2 separate regions of the Sus scrofa genome follow, and region 2 is linked to region 1. A link is a contact called in public Hi-C data. All regions are on one chromosome and are shown on one strand. Each heading gives the region's core, a stretch centred on a gene start, on an enhancer-like site or on the middle of the called end of the contact. The rest is flanking DNA. Distances are from core to core; before and after follow the strand shown. Region 1 holds the start of RAB10 (RAB10, member RAS oncogene family). Region 2 holds the start of ASXL2 (putative Polycomb group protein ASXL2).

Region 1 (3,010 bases), core at 314-2,813:
CACATACAACTCTTTTAACAAAATTGATTTTAATGCCACTAAATTTTCTTAGCAAAATCAAAAGGGACTTTCCTACAGGCTTCTCTCTTCTCAAAGGGGAAACCGACTTAAAAGGTCAATCTTTAGCTCTTACTTTCACAATAAATAATTCTGAAACATGAGGTGGAAGTACATTAGAAGTCCTAAAGCTATGACTGGCAAACAATTCCCTGTAAATTCCAGTGTAAAAAAGAAGGGAGAACTTCATTCTTTCAGAATCGAGGACAGAAACTGATCAGCTTCCATTTGCTTACCGCTTCTGTTGATGTCTCAAAAAGCACTGTGAGCCAACATACCAATAGAGTCCCACCCCAAGCACGAAGAGCCTCCGATTGTTTGACACATCAATGGATTAGTCAACGCGGGGCAACTCGCTTTTCCTTTCTAATTTGCTTTAATTATTCCTCACACAAACCCTTAAGTTTACTCTAAGTTATGACCATATGGAATCTTCTCTTTGCCCTCAAGTATATGAATTAAGGCCTTTGCCAAATGACTCCTACTGCTTCACTCCCAGCCATCAAAATAAATCCCTTACAAATATCGTACATCTAGTAACGCCACACAAACATGGAAAAAGCCAACCCAGTCGTTTAAAGAAACAGGGTTCTGGAACGTTGTTAATGCTGCATATTTTGTAACAGCAGTCACTGAGCAGAGTGGGAGACCTGAAAGGAAAAGAACCGATGGAGAGCATGGGAAGACCCCGCCCCAGAAAGCTCGAGGCTTTCAAACAGTAACTTGGGTCTGTCGCTTGGAATCGGAATCACTGAAACAAAGGCGTATATTACGCGAAGCAAGATGTCTGGAGTTAAAGAAACGGTTTGCAGCTGCAGAGACCGTACGCCATCCTCCCACAGGTCTTACCTATGGTGGAAATAAAGGTGGTGTTGAAGGCATCATCCGAAAAACGAAAAAGGACGCAGGTCTTCCCCACTCCCGAGTCCCCGATCAGGAGCAGCTTGAAAAGCAGGTCGTACGTCTTCTTCGCCATTGGGAGGAGCGGCTCAGGCTCTCGCCGCCGGCGGCCCCAAGGGATCAGTCCCTCTCACTACGGACAACTCCTCGCTCAGGCGTTCTCAGGCCGGAGGACCGGGGAGGCGTGGGAAAAAGGAGGGCTCGAGAGGGCGCGGGCGACCTAGGAACGGCTTCGTCGAGGAAGCCTCGACGGTGGCGGCGTCCGGTGCCTTCGAGGGCGGCGACCACGGCTCCGCAGCCTCTCCCAGCCGCTCCGCCCGGTTCCGGGGAGTCGGTCGGGACAAAATGGCCTCCCCTCCCCCCTCAGGGCTGCTCGGCCGGGACGCTCCCACGGGCTAGAGAGCAAGCTCGGCCGTCGAGGGAGCGCGGCAGGCGTGAGGACAGTCTGTCTGTCTCTCTCTCTCTCTCTCTCGAGCAGCAGCAGCAGCTCCGCGCTAGGGCGCGGCGACGGCAGCGAAGGAGGACCCGGAGCCGACAAGCTCAGCTACATAGCCACAGGAAGCCGAGCCGCCCCGGCCAGAGCCACCTTTTCCCCGTGCCCTCTCACGCCGGCGTGCGCGCTGCCTGAGACGCACGCAAGGACGTACGCCCGCCCTCTCCTCGCGCCCTCACTCTGCGGCCCGCCTCTGCGCACGCGCGCCAGGGGGTATGGGGGCACGCGGGGGCGGAGAGTGAAGCTCCAGCTCTCTGGGCCTCGGTCTAAGGCCGGGCGGAGACGAGAGAGAGGAGGGGCGAGAGAGGGCGAGGCCGCGGGCGCGCTCCCTGTGGCCGCCTGATAGGGTGCGCGGCGTTGTGAGCACGCCCCGCGGGGAGGCGCTGCCTAGTGACTGCGCAGGCGCGGCACGCTGGAGTAGCCCCTTGACTTCCCCCCGTTTTCCTCCCGGGATCGCCCTCCCGGCTGAGCGGAGGATGCTTTTCGCCGCGCTTGACGCGTGTGTTGAGCTGAGAGTCTTGGGGCAGCCACCGGCTTGGGTGGCCATGTGTTCCTGTGTAGCCATAGCCCGTATATGCTAGAAAAAGCAGCGCCCTGGGTCATTTAATAGCCTCTAAGCTAAAATGAGGCGCATTCAGGAGTGCCGTCCCTCGTGGCTAGTCATGGCCTGGGAAACATTACGGCTCCATCCCGGTTTGCTTAAGGAGCAAGAGTTGGCGTTCAAGATACCAGGAGTTTGAAATGGAAAAAACTGGCCGCGCTGCTCAAGCTGGGATGATGTAATCTGCCTTCTAGGGCGAGGAACAGAGGGCCGAGGATCACCTGGGCGTTGGGAGCACCTCCCGCCAAGTGGAAGCCTCGGTGCTGTGCTCTACATGGAGAACCAGCTCCAGAACTTTAGCCACCTTTCGGAGTAAGGACGGCCCAAGAGCACTATACGGAAGCGGGACCCTTCCCTTCGGCCGGAATTGAACCACCAGCGTCCCAAACTGAAGGATAGTGAAGCCAACCCCAACCCCAAGCTGCCTCTTCCTTGACTATCATTTCTTATGGCTAACACCCTTTCTTCCCTCTCCTCAGCCTCAGGTAGTTTAAATATTACTTTCTGTAGTTTAAATATTCATACTCCTGCCCTACCTTTTTTCTGGGTGCTTTGTGGCTCTAAAACACACCTAGGGTGTGATGGCAGAGTAGTCGAACTTGGTGGGCTGGTTCAGCCTGCTGCAGGAGAAAACCCTGAGACATCTTGAAAGCAAGAAACAGAGATAGAGAGAAGTAAAAACTGCATTTTTACAACCCACCCCCCACCAGCAAAATGTGTATTTATTAATCTTTTTAGGGCTGCATCTGCAGCATATGGCAGTTCCCAGGCAAGGGGGTGAATTGGAGCTGCAGCTGTCAGCCTAGGCCATAGTCACAGCAACACGAGATCGGAGCTCTCCTGGTGACTTACACTGAAAGCTTGCAGCAATGCCTGAGCGAAGCCTAGGATCAAACCTGTATCCTCGTCTATACTATTTGGGTTCATAAACCGCTGAACCACAACGGGGATTCCTGTTC
Region 2 (3,010 bases), core at 275-2,774, 120 kb after region 1:
ACAAATTGAATCAATACACACTAGAACAAACATAGTCTCTGGGGAATTATAATTCATTATTATTAATAATAATAACAACAAAATTATCCAGATCTGTTGAAGTTTAACAAGTAGGAACTGCATTACCACAACCCCTACCCTTGAAATTAAAATCTGGGAATGGAGCTCCAGAAAAGCAAAGTAAGGACAGCGGGAAAATCTGTCCTAGCAAGATCTGAAAACAAGCTGAGGTAAAATTCTCAGGCAACAGGGCTAGATGACAAGTCCCAGGCAATGGCTAGGAATGGAGAGCTGCTTCTTGAACAGACTATAGACCTAGGCTTTAGAGGGAGACGGTACATCCCTTGAGTGTTACGGATCATGCTATCACTAAAGAAATTGGTGAAAACATGACCGTATCAATTGCTGATATGGGGCTGTTTGACTGTCAATGGTTGAAGGGGAAAGATAAAGAAGTTTCCAGAAGCCCTCTCAGACGCCCTCTTAAGACTTGTGTACGTGTGTAAAAGACTCCTTTAAAAAAATGACGAAATGTTATGAATCCTCTTCTCAAAAAATACACAACTAACACATACAAAATACTTTCCATAATTTTAGAGGGGCCATGAGCTTCTGAAACGCATCCTTGGACTCCAAGATAAGTATTGTTCTCAACTGTCTTTTCTCCCAAGAGGCAGCCCAACTCTCAGTCTTATTTTAGAACATAGTAAATTTAGTAGACCGGAAGCAGCTTCTGGAAGCAGGTGGACTTGGGAGATTAGTAGGCATTACTGCCCTTTTTGCAAAGTATCAAGACAAGGACATTTCGATGGAAGATGCCACATTCTGTATCTTTCAGGAGGCAGTTAAGGTCATTACAAATAATGGTTTCTGACTACAGCTACAGCTGAATCATTCAGCAAATATTTACTGGGCGCCTGATATGTACAGGCACTGTGCCAGGGACTGAACTCACCCAGATAAAAAAGACACCATTTGTGTCCTTGATGAGACATTCACAAGTAAAAGTGTGAATGTAGTTATTGGTGGCCTTAAAATAAAGGTCACCTAAGTTTGAGAGGCACTCTGGGGAGACAGAAAGGACTCTGAGGCGGTAATTTGATTTTTGGTTTCACCGCATTCCAGACTCGTGAGTTTAGCAAGTCACTCAAACTCAAATTGCTTCATCTATCAGATGGCATAAACAGATAGGCTAGAATTACTGCAAACCTTCAAAAAGAGAGCCTTTATGAAAATGAACATAGACAAAAAAACGCAACTTCGAGGCTCATTGAAAGTGATACTTGGGAGGGTTGCTCCTAGAAGGAAGAGCACGGTTCTCCCCAGGATTATGTCTATAAAGTCACCGTAACGCCCTCCCAACGCGGTCAGAATCCGCTCAATAAACCTTCCGGGACGGATCAAGTTCCGCTTCCGCAGGTTTTTGCTGTAGGCGTAAGCGCAGGACGCCCGACGCAGCGCAGCGTCGGTCCTTCCCTTTGCGCAAGCTCGCGAGGAGAGGCGGAGAGCGGAAGGGCGGGGGCGTGGCTAGGCGCCGGGCACTGCTGGCTCGCTCTCTCCGCAGCCCGGCGCAGGTGGCGGGAGCGCGCGCGCGCTCGCTCGCGCGGCCGGCTGCGTACAGTAGTGACGGCCGCGCGGGAGCGGTCACATGACCGTAGCGGCTGCCTGTACAGTAAGGACCCAATATGGCAGCGGCGGTAGCAGTGGCAACGGCAGCAGGAGGACCGGCCGCTTCATAGATTTCCCCCCCCCACCCCCACCCCGCGCACCACCGCCGCCGCTTCCTCTGCTTGGGTGCTCCTCTGGCCTGACTTCCCCTTTCTCCCACCTTTCCCGGCACCGCGGGAAAAACAGCGCAGGGCAGAGCAGGCAGGGAGGGCGGCTGGAGCCCGGACACGGGAGCCTCCCAGTCAGTTCAAGACCCGACATGAGGGAAAAGGGCCGTAGGAAGAAGGGCAGGACCTGGGCGGAGGCCGCCAAGACGGTAAGGAGGAGGGAGCGGAGTGGAAAGCCAGGAGGTTTTCGTTCCTTCTCCGCCCACCGGTCGCAGGGGAAGCGGCGCGGGGTGGGGGGGTCAATGGTCCTGCCACTCGACTGAGGGGGCAAAAAACCGCGCGGCGAGGGCGGCGGTTAGTGTCGGGTTTGTGGTCCCTGTGGGAATGGAGGCGCCAGCGGAAGAGGGTCGCCACGGGGCTGTGGCTTCTCCCTGCTCTGCGACGAATCCTCTTGGTGTTTTGAAGCTGCTCTCTGGGTCGCGACGCTCTCACCCCGACTCCGTGGTAGCCCCCGCCCCGGCATGGGGAAGTCTGTTGTGCTTGCACAGTAACCGGTTCTTCTCCCTTTTGCGGCTGAAGAGCCCCCATTGGATGCAGATAGGAGAAGGCTTGTGCGTGCACCCAGCCCCGGAAAGAAGAGGGGAGCGCTGGCGCTGGGTAGAACCCACCCGCTGTAGCAGATCTGCCGCCTGACCCCGGGCCCCTTGCTTGTCTGGGCTCCCGGATCCGGCCGGAGGTCACGAGGCTCTTGTTTTATGTTTGCTGTTGCAGCTGAAAGTGCTGGAGGTGTTTAGAAACGAAGTAACAGGTGGGACTTGTAGAATTTTTTTTTTTTTTTTTTTTCTGTTTCCGTAGAGACCTACTCTGAACAAGGCAGCAAAGCATGGTGGGACGTGTAGTTTACTGAGCCTTGACTTTTCCGTAGCTAAAGCGATGGCCTCACGAAGTTGTAGTGGATAAAACCATCCTTCTTTCCCCCTTTTCTAAATTTATTATTGTGAAGTTTAGAAGTAGGTTTTAAAAAATAGAATATTGAGGATGAGTGAGAAGTTTTGTTTCATGAAAAAATTTAAAAGCGTGCATGTATGTAGAAATGAAACGTTTAGAGAAAGTCAGGTTCATTCCATCTTTGAGAGTGCAGCAGAGAAGTTGTGGGACACAAAACAGCATTTAGAGTTGGAAGTGAGAATGAGTGGAAGCATAATCTTAATGGTGAATGATGTCAATACTTGTAC

The links. Hi-C and Micro-C count contacts between places; a contact is called where the count stands out from the background.
Region 2: a Hi-C map of liver shows a contact between it and region 1, with 5 times the contacts expected there. The contact joins the promoter of ASXL2 here to the promoter of RAB10 in region 1. A contact is called at or near these places in 1 of 5 promoter capture datasets (liver), 4 of 47 Hi-C or Micro-C datasets (heart right ventricle, liver and skeletal muscle) and 1 of 2 datasets of contacts at active chromatin or transcription factors (alveolar macrophages).

The regions. Positions count from the first base shown.
Region 1 is chr3:112,922,625-112,925,634 of Sscrofa11.1, forward strand. It overlaps RAB10 (RAB10, member RAS oncogene family), which reads right to left and starts at 1,564. Exons shown (of 6, transcript NM_001243060.1): 1 at 907-1,564. The coding sequence starts at 1,033.
Region 2 is chr3:113,043,264-113,046,273 of Sscrofa11.1, forward strand. ASXL2 (putative Polycomb group protein ASXL2) reads left to right here and starts at 1,525. Exons shown (of 13, transcript XM_021087739.1): 1 at 1,525-1,984. The coding sequence starts at 1,649.